Regions from separate parts of the Danio rerio genome. Here region 2 is linked to region 1. The links are chromatin contacts, called in public Micro-C maps. All regions are on one chromosome and are shown on one strand. The core of a region is the stretch at or near the end of the contact, and the rest is flanking DNA. Distances in the headings are between cores, read along the strand shown. Region 1 overlaps itpr1b (inositol 1,4,5-trisphosphate receptor, type 1b). Region 2 holds the start of setmar (SET domain and mariner transposase fusion gene).

The links. A called contact is a pair of places that touch in the nucleus more often than the background predicts.
Region 2: a contact with region 1 is called in a Micro-C map of caudal fin, with 8 times the contacts expected there. The contact joins the promoter of setmar here to the enhancer-like site in region 1. A contact is called at or near these places in 3 of 18 Hi-C or Micro-C datasets (caudal fin, hematopoietic stem cells and an unstated tissue).

What each region holds. Positions count from the first base shown.
Region 1 is chr11:38,344,091-38,349,489 of GRCz12tu, forward strand. itpr1b (inositol 1,4,5-trisphosphate receptor, type 1b) reads right to left here. Exons shown (of 58, transcript XR_012387289.1): 12 at 3,986-4,140. Among named protein-coding and RNA genes, the nearest start is that of itpr1b, 63 kb to the right of the region's middle. Within about 2 kb of position 4,126, at least 35 of the 62 cell types and tissues checked have an H3K27ac peak or open chromatin away from gene starts, as enhancers often do. A contact at or near this core is called in caudal fin, where this site is marked.
Region 2 is chr11:38,430,898-38,436,412 of GRCz12tu, forward strand. setmar (SET domain and mariner transposase fusion gene) reads right to left here and starts at 2,863. Exons shown (of 2, transcript NM_001113600.2): 1 at 2,673-2,863; 2 at 1-162. The coding sequence starts at 2,768. It overlaps brk1 (BRICK1 subunit of SCAR/WAVE actin nucleating complex), which reads right to left. Exons shown (of 3, transcript NM_001002097.1): 3 at 4,763-5,515. The coding sequence ends at 5,505.

The DNA of each region.
Region 1 (5,399 bases), core at 2,876-5,375:
GAGCCACGCCTCCTTAAAAAAGAGCACAGCAAAAGAACCCTCTCTCATGTTTTAAAAGCTACTAGTGCTTGTCTGGCGGCGAGCAAACCAAACTGACATGCTATTTCAGAGCAAACATTTAGAGTTGCATGGTAAACAATTTAGGGAGAGACTAGGCAGAATAGCTCTATTTACTTGTGTTTTGTTGTTAAACTAATTAAAATCTACATTATAGATGCTGTAAAAGGTCATTTATGAAACTGAAAATAGTTTTATCAATCTTTCATCAGAAGATTTTAGTGGCTGAACAACACTTCTGTGAAGATATGACCCATTTGTAACAACAACATTTAACGTTACGTCAGCTTTGCGTGAAGCTAAAACAAAAGTTTTAAAACAGAACGTATCTATTTAATTGGATGAACATTTTTTTAGTTTTATACCCAAAATATAAAAATACATATAAATACATTTGGATCATTTACTTTAATCATTACTTATAGACTGTGAATAGACTTTCAACCAGCACAACAAAAAATGCTTCTGAAGACAATCACCTACTGCAATTTTAAGTCATCTGGAGAAATTGTATTCATACCGCAATATATAATCGCAGAATAACAAGATATCACAATGTTACGTTTTTCCAATATCGCGCAGCACTCGTTAAAAGCAATTTTTTAGCCTTCCTGTGCCATTTTCAGCGTTCAACTAAGCAAGACAATTTTTAAGAGAATTCCTTAGAATATTTTGTTTCTAGAGAAAGACTTGTAGTTTGGCAAAAAAAAAAGCCATATTCAATTAATTGCCCAAGAAGTGGCAAAAAAAGAGATACTGTTTATGTTTCTTTTTTAACATTGTATGGTTTTTAACATATGGACTGGGCAAGTAAAAAGAGACTGAGCACAGTTAGCAGTTATTACACACAGGGTGAAGCAAGGATCATAACTGTTGTTAATAAACATGAGTGCAGCGGTAACACCTCAAAACTATACTAAAACTCTTCTCAAGCTCCAAAATAAACAAAGCTTAAACTCTTAGAAGGCTTTACTTAAAACACTAAGGATTATAATTATTGTTTATGCATGCCGTGAACTATAGTAAACCAGCCAGTTAGTTAAGCTAACAAAAATAATCATGTAGTCCCAATACAAAATAATTCATTTAGCTTGTTTTTTCTTCTCTTTTTTTTTAAACAAAATTAAGTGAATTGACCATAAAATAAATAAAGTGTCAGACATTTATAAGGCACTGTTTTATCTAATTTTAGACAAGTAAAGCAACATTGTTTTGAGTGCATGAGATGAAGGTTCTACTTTACGTAAAGGAAAAACATACAGTACATATGCAAAACTGCATCTTCTTCTGTGACTTCAGCCATATCAGTCTGATAAACTTGTCAGTCTTCTCTTCCTGGTAATTAAGAGTTGTTTACTACCCGATTGAAATATCCTGCATGCCTGAAGTCAGCACTATCTGCTGCTGGCGATCAGCCACAGGTAAAATCTGAAGTCTGATCATATTTCACTTCTCAGGCAGTAGAATAAGGGTAAATCGGAGAAACAGACTTGTATCTACAGTGTGTGTGTGTGTGTGTGTGTGTGTGTGTGAGAGAGAGAAAGAGTATATGTGTGTGTGTTGTCTGAACTCTTCATAAACAGGAATATCAGACTTCTGTGGAGTTAATGATTAGAAAACTGCCAATCAAACTTTGTCACCTGACAAAATAATTTACAGTTTTCCTATAACAATATGTCAGAGATGCTTGTATTTGACTAAGGCTGTACTCACACTAGACCCGGTTGTCTTGAACTCACGTTGCTATTTTACCTTCCGAGCCTGATCACGCTTTAGTCATTGATGATGTGACTGTTCGCTTTAACAGAAGCGCTCTCACTCAGCACAGTGGAGATTGCTTTAGTTATATTGTTTTGTATTATTTAAAGTCATTTTGGATGCAGTGACACACAGACAAATCTTTTGCTGAACAGATCCATAAATGTCGCTCAAATATGTTTATGACAGTCATTGTGCAGCAGAGTTTTCTATCTTTATTAAAATACGACAGCTTGTGTTTACTGAAAAGTAAGAATGATTAATAAATCCATATAAAACAGTCCCTTAAAAGTGACGTTGCGTCTTCAGTTTCACACTCAGGCACGCTTTGCAATCACACTATAAGTGTAGCATACCATGCTAAAGCCCAACCAAACCGCGCTCTGGCACACCTCTTCCAACAGAGTGAGGGCCAGATTCAAAGCACTCACACTTGTCAAACAAACTGGGAAATGGGGGTCAAATGCATCTGGGCACAGTTCAGATAGCCTAGTGCAAGTACACCCTAAAAATACACTTTTTTTTTCTCCACTAATTCGGTTATACTATTTGTCCAAATATAATTTTTGTAATACTAAAAAGTCAAACGGTCACTCAAACTCTGTCAACCAGACAAAATATTTTTGTTTTCCACCTTTCCAACAATAAATCACAGATATTTACATTGGGTCATTTAAAGAAACCTAAAATACACCTATTTTTTATATTTTACTATTCAATTTTTTTCATTTCTTTTTTTTTCCCGTTACTAATTCTGTTACACTATTGAAAAGTCTATCTACACCATTAAAGTCTTTATGTTTTTTTCTAATATGCCTACGAGATACGGTAACACTTTATTTTGATGGTCCACTTGAGTATTAGTAGACTTTCTGCTTAATATCTGTTGATACTGCTGCTTCAACAGACATTTAACTGACTATAAGAAACTTTGCAAGTACATGTCAATTCAATTCAACTCAATACATCTTTATTTTTATAGCACTTTTACGATGTAGATTGTGTCAAAGCAGCTTCACATAGTGAAATGAAACAGTGTAGTTTAGTTTTAAGAGTTTAAGCTCAGTTCAGTTCAGTCAACTTACACTAACCCTAACATCAACCTAATAGTCTACTTATGATCTAATGAGATTTAGATGGCATGTAGATGCAATGTATCTTAAATTCAACAAACGGACCATGAAAAATAAAGTGTGACCCTAGATACTAATAAGTTTAAAAGATATTGTTGTGTGTGTTATGCCTAATAAAAATATAACCTTGGGCAGAAAGACATTAGACATTATAAATACACTCATCTACACACTCAAAAATGACTTTAGCTTAAAACAAAAATGAAAACAACACAATTATCAAAATTTTTGGACACAACTTGAGTGTTTTATGTCCAATCCCCTAAAATTTGTAAAAACAATTAAGTTACCAATCAATTTGTTTTGGAAAAACATGAAGGAATTGCGTGGAACCCAGAATTTGTTAGTGTATTTCTTCACAAGTATGTATCAGTCAATTCAAAGTCAATTCGAAGGTTACCCTTGGGCAGGTATAGACAGTTCAGGTTCAGATGCCACAGTAAAATATTATAATATTATATACATTTTATTATTGTAAAAGAGCAATGACTTTTTTCAGAGTATTTCCTTTAATAATATTTCTGCTGGAGAAATTCTTATTTATTTATTTTTTTCAGCAAGAATAAAAGCAGTTTTTAATTTTTAAGGTCAATATTATTAGCTCACTTAAGCAATTTTTTTTATTGTCTACAGAACAAAATTTCCTAATTACCCTAACTTGCCTAATTAACCAAGTTAAGCCTTTAAATGTCACTTTAAGCTGAATGCTAGTATCTTTAAAAAAAAAATCTAATCAAATATTTTATGCTGTCATCATGGCAGTTATTAGAAATGAGTTATTGAAACAATTATGTTTAGAAATGTATAATATATATATATATATATATATATATATATATATATATATATATATATATATACACACACACACATACATAAATAAATACATATGGGGGGCTAATAATTCAGGATTAATTATTTAGGTTAATAAATAATCAGGTTAATAATTATGACTTTAACTGGTTATTTTAAGTATGACCTCTGAACCGGCACTTTCCATACCTGCCCAGCGTTATACCGTGTTTACTGTTGTGTACCTGGGCACGAGTGAGTCTCCTCCTCTGAGAGTGGTGGGGTCCAGCTCAAATATAGAGGAAATGTCATTGCCATCAGGCACAGACACCAGTGAGTACATGACCTTCTCATTGGGCGTGCGCAGACGAGCTCGCAGAGCCTCATGTTCAGAGTCCAGCTGGAGGAGAGATAAAAACACAACACAAACACACTTCTTCAGCTCACACACTTAAACCTTCACCCCAGCAAACAATCTTTGAGTCCTGACATCTTTACAACTCTTGAGTGTGACCTTAAATAACACACACACACACTCACACCTGAGGACATGAAAGAACATGAAGAACGCGAAAACTGTCTCACCGTTTGACGTGTGGTTTCAAGATGAACAGGTTCAGCATTTTTGGACAATAATTAAGCTAAAAAATGTTGATTTTTGGTTAATTAGAAAGAAACTCTGCGCAAACATTCAATAGGGTTTAATATACTTGACATAAGGGCCTGATATGAGAAAACATAATGATTAACTTACAAAGTAGGCGCGCGCTACTGTCTCAACAGGTGATTAAAATGAGTGGTGTTCTAGTGGCATCTATAGGTGCAGTGACGCACTGCACACACTGCTTTTTCCGCAGCAGCAGCGACACCGCGTGGAGGGTTAAAGAATACAGCCTACAAACTAAAAACATTAAAACGTCGAATAAATTTAATATTATAGATTTATATAAAAATATATATGCTGAATATATGATATATTATTAAACAGACAAGTTTGTAAATGTTTTATGTATGCATTTCTAGTCTCAAACTGAGTATTTTATTGTTACCTGTGTATTTTACTTTCAATGTAAAATTAACAAGTACTGGGATTGTTAAGGATGGTTTTTGGTAATTGAAAGACGTAAATAAATAACAATATGCATTATTATTATTATTATTATTATTTGTATTTATTAATTAATACGATTAATTTTATAATAATAATAATAATGACAATCACATCTGAAATATTGTCTTGTTAACAGAAATTATCAACAATTTTTAAAAAATTGCATAGGAAGTAGTACCATTAGTAAAACTTAATTAAAACATTATAAACATATCAAAAGAAAAAAAACAAATACTTAAACATAAATTGAAATGAAAATAAATTAAAATATAAAAACCTGTCAGACTATTAATAATTTAATTAATATCACTGTATATACATATTTTAAAAAATAATTAAATAAATAATTGTAAACCAAATAAAACAAACAGAGCCTAAAAAAATCTAATGAAATTTTAAAATGGCACAAAACGAACATAAATACATTAAGATAAACTGAAATGAAAAATTGAAAATTGAATTGAAAAAATTAATAAATTAATAAAAAGCACTATATACATATTTTAAAAAATGTTAATTAATTAGAAGAGAACTAAATAAAACCAAAG
Region 2 (5,515 bases), core at 1,613-4,112, 86 kb after region 1:
TGGATGTTGGTTCAGACAGGCTCTGCTGTCGTACGTCTGGCCAAATCTCAGGCAGGGGCAGCTTTCGGGAAAGCAGGACTGGACGCGACACGAGCAGCCAGGGAGAGTCACCGCATTCGGGTCAATGTCACAGCCGGGTCCTTGTACATTCTCTGGCACATACTGAAGGATTGGGTCGGATTAAAAACACTGATTTCATGCTGTTTATAGTTGCATACAATAACTTTAATATTTCTTATGTGCAGCTTGAAATACCGATATGTATAATTTAAAAAATCTATATAATTTATAAAAATAGAACAATAAAAACATATACAGTTGAAGTCAGAAATATTAGCCCCCCTGAATTATTACCCCAATTTCTGTTTAACGGAGAGCAGATTTTTTTCAACACATTTCTACATATAACAGTTTTAATAACTCATTTCTAAAAACTGATTTATTTTATCTTCGCCATGATGACATAAATAATATTTGACTAGATATTTTTCATGACACTTCTAAACAGCTTAAAGTGACATTTAAAGGCTTAACTAGGTTAAATAGGTTAACTAGGCAGGTTAGGGTAATTAATAATAACCATAATAACAAACCATAATGATTTATTATCCAAAAAATATCCAAAAAAATATAGCTTAAAGGGGCTAATAATTTTTACATTAAAATGTTTTCAAAAAAATTAAAAACTGCTTTTATCTAGCTGAAATAAAACAAATAAGACTTTCTCCAAAAGAAAAAATATTATCAGAGATACTGTAAAAATGCCCTTGCTCTGTTAAACATTGTTTTGGAGATATTTAAAAAAGAAAAAAAATCAATAATAATTTTGACTTCAACTATATATATATATATATATATATATAGTATAATATAGAATATTCAGGGTGTTCACAGGGTCTTAAAAAGTCTTAAAATGTCTTAAATTTCAAAAACAAAATTTTAGGCCTTAAAAAGTCTTAAATTCACTGAATTATTGTCTTGTAGGTCTTAAATCATTTTAAACGGGTTTTAATTTTTCTTTATGTAAGGCTACTCAATCGATCCAACACACATCCAATCACCAATGATACATTTCAATAAAGCTTTTAGCAAGAGTCTTTTTATAACTAATACTAAAACAGTCTGCTGTGCATATATTTGGTTTTATTGAAGTTTTTAAAGAGTTTGTTTTTAAAGTTATGTTGAAAAAAATAGTATGTACACAACTAGGCTCTGCTTGTTTTGACATGTGATTTTTACACGTCTTTTGATGGGGCAAGTAAATTTTTTTTCTGCTAAAACATCCCAAAAAATCTTTTACATTTAGCCCTATGTAAGTTTAAAATTTCATTCTTGATGGTACTAAAAATGTCTTAAAAAGTCTTAAAATTGATTGGACCAAACCGGCATAAACCCTGATATTATAATTTATTTTAAATTTAAATTTTATACCTTTAAAAAGGTTTTTGACATTTTTGCTGTCACTCTTAGACAACACAAATTTGTAACATCAGAAAAGTTACAAATATATTTATAATTTTTCTATTTTTTATCAACTTTATATATTTTATTATATTTATTTTAATAATGTTTATTATTATTATTAATAATTATTATTACTATCATTATCATTATTATTATTGTGGTTTATTGTGAACATTTAATTCCCTCTCTCAGCATGACCTCCTAAATTGTTGTGATTTTATGTCTTATTTATTCACTTTATTTATTAATAAATACAGTTAAAATTATTTTTGGTTAACATATCGTTTAAGGTTTAATTTCTGTTTAAAATCTGTTTCCAGAAGGTATTTAGTAAGCGACGTGCAAAATTTGCATATTTATCCAGCGTTTTGTTTTTTTGTTGATTTTATTTTTTGCCTGTTGGCAGTACTTAATTTATTATTGAATTATATATTTATTTACTGATAAAAATAGATTCCCAAAGCCCCCCTATATAAAAAACTCTAGACTCTAATACACCTTGAAGTTTCAAAAAGGAAATCTAAACATGACTTCATCCAATGTTTCAATTTTTGAGCTACAAATGTATGCAAATGGGTGCATATTTAATCACATAATGCCTCGTTTGGATGTTTAGACAAAGTTTTTAAAAAACTTGTAATAAAAAATGTTTGCAATTCTTAATTTAATCAATCATTAGGGGAAGTACGGTGATCACCATTGCAATTTTTAAGTTATTAAACTGAAGTGTCTTGCCATTAAGAGATAGTTCAACCAAAACTAAACATTTTGCCATCATTTACTCACCCTTAACTTGTAACAAACCTGTTTGAGTTTCTTTCACCCGATAACCATTAACTTCCAGAATATTTGTTTTTTATACTGAGTGTCAATTTCTACTGGTTACTAACATGCATCAGAATATCTTTTGTGTTTCACTGAAGAAAATAAAATCATGAAGCCCTTGAAACCACTTGAGGGTGAATGAATAGTGAGCAAAATTGTCATTTTTGGGTTAACTATCCCTTTAAGATTTACTTTAGAAATGAGTATGAAAGAACACGAAAGTGCTGCCATCAGGTGGTGGTGTGGCGGGACAAGTCATGCAATGTAATTCTTACTATTTTTTTTAAATCAACTTCAGGGTTTCTTGGGAGCATTTTACGACTACAAAATGACTAAAATGCCAATGTACTTGTAAATACTGTAACGAAAGAAGATGTGACTACCTGAAAATTGGAGAGAGCCTCTTTAGGGACACTGTTTTCGATCAAAACAGGAACATTCTCGAGTCCGCCGCTCAAATCCTGGCTGTAGGATCGCATTGTGTCTTTATGTCAATTTATGTATGATTATTTTGCGGGAGAGAACATTATTTACTTGCGGATTGTTTACAATATCGATGGGCACAAGCTTGAAAGAATCAAAAAGAGGCGGAAATGCTGCTTGCACTTGACAGTAATACAAAATAAAAGTCCAGTTCATGAGACCCGTTAGGTCAAAGATGTCCAAACGGTCCAAACCTTTGATTTGGCCCTCCATCCCATCTAAGAAGAGAGGGAAAGTTTAGGGGAGGGTTTTAGTTAATGGTTTTAATATCCATTGTCACTTCTAATTTAATGTAAGCCTTCATTTGTTAGTTTTATTTTCTAAGCTACAAAAAAAAAAAAGAAAGAAAGAAAAACTAACTTAAAATAAATGTTTCAATTAAATGTTGTAAATGAATCCAATAATAAACTAATAAACTCTATAGAGTTTTAAATTTAATTCTCATGTCTTCATTATAATGTTTATTATCAAAAAAATGAAATGGATTAGGTAATATGATTAAAATAATGTTTTCTATTTATATTTAAATAAATGAGGAAATTATTCATGGAAACTTCGGCTCATGGCCCTATTTCAAGTTTGGTTTTTGCCCTTCATAAGAAAGTGTTTGGCCACGACTACGTTTTAGGTGATTTGATATATTGATAAAAAACAAACAAACAGAAAAAAAACATGTTAAATGATCACGTTGTATAAATAATTATTATATATAAATATCTGACATGAACTTATAAAAAAATGCACGTTTTAGGTAAAATATAAAAACTGTTGTTTTTATTCTGAGATTTTAGAAAGTGAGATGCTGAATATTCATGTGTGTGTGTGTGTGTGTATATATATATATATATATATATATATATATATAAATATATATTATAAATATATATATATATATATACATACACACACACATTTACACACACACACATATATATATATATATATATATATATATATATATATATATATATATATATATATATATATACACACACACACACACACACACACACACACACACACACACACACATTTACATGTGTGTGTGTGTGTGTGTGTGTGTGTGTGTGTGTGTGTGTGTGTGTTGGGAAAGGTTATAAAAGAAATGCATTACAGTATTGAGTTACTCCCCAAAAAAGTACTTACTTATGTTATTTAACTACTTAAATAACTTTTTATAGTAAGTATTGTGTTACATTACTTTTGAGTTACTTTGCATCACTGTTTATTACCTGGCTAAGACTTCATCTCTTTCAGAACTTTTTCCCCCCTATTTTTTAATAGAGGAACTTACTTAATATAACCTCACTTTACACACTGTATAACCTGCACCTACATTTCCCTTAAAAGAACATAAAAAAAAAAAAATATATATATATATATATATATATATATATATATATATATATATATATATATATTTATATATATTTTAGGATGTTATCTGAGAACTTCCTGACCCCAGAGCTATACATGCCATATATATAATATTGAAAGTTTAAAGGAATGTGTTCTCTACTTTAGTACTATTTGTCTTAAGTAAAATCACTGTCCATTGAAACAATCCTTTTCTTCGATGCGTTGAAAATAATGAACAAATTTCCTCATTGATTGTGCAATTCATTGTTTAATTTTCAGCAATTTATTTTTTAAAAGTTCATTAGTTAAACTAAAAGGCAACTCAAATATTATTTCTTTTTAAAATTGCTCTACTTTGTTACTTAGAAAGGTAAAATTACGATGTAACTTGAGTTACTTGCAATGCATTATTCCAACATTGTATGTATACGTGTGTATACACACACACACACACGTATACATATGTATGTATAGACACACACACACACAAATAAATCTATATACTCACATAAGTAATAAATATAAACATTTATAATTATAAAATATATTTATTTATATCATGTATACCGTTTTGCATTTGTTAAAATGTTGAAAACAACACCAATAAATACTAAAAGAAAATAATCAGAATCCTTTAACTTTTTTATTTAATGTTCAACCACAAAAACATTATAACAGACACTACGACATAAAATTGTATAATTGGAGAAGCACTAAACACTTTAAAACAGTCTGATTGGCACTTTAGTGCTTTCCATCCACCTGACTGGCATTTCTCATGTGCAGATGTTTGTTGCATGACAAATGTACAGCAGGAAGCAGTGTATTTTAAACACACACACACACACACACCTTTGTAATTAAACAATAACAGTTTAGACCCTGGTAAAAAACGCAAAGAAAAGGGGGGGGGGGGGGAATCAAACAAAATATTAGCTATCAATAATTAAAACTAAAGCAAGGCATAATGTTTATCCATGGTAACTCCAGTCTGCAATTGCAAGACTGTTGATATATATATTGCATGGTACGTCAAAAGTAAGTTCAATAGCAGGTCAAACCCAAACAACATACAACACTGGGATGTTTGCGAAAGCAAGCACCACAGAGACAGTAACAAGTTGCCTGACAGATCAAAACAAGGTCAATAAAATTAAAGGACCAGATACAGTATAACTTCAGCCACAATCAGGCATGAAATGAGGAAAGCAAATATCTGTTTACAGCATCACAATGGTCCCATACAAAAATGAACTGATCTAAAACAGCCAACGAATGGAAATTTTGTTTGACTAATTAAAGTAAATGATGAAGACAGGAGGTGCGTGTTCGTAGCCATTATCTTGACCTCAGCATCGATGCCAGGAATGTGCCTAAGTCAGGG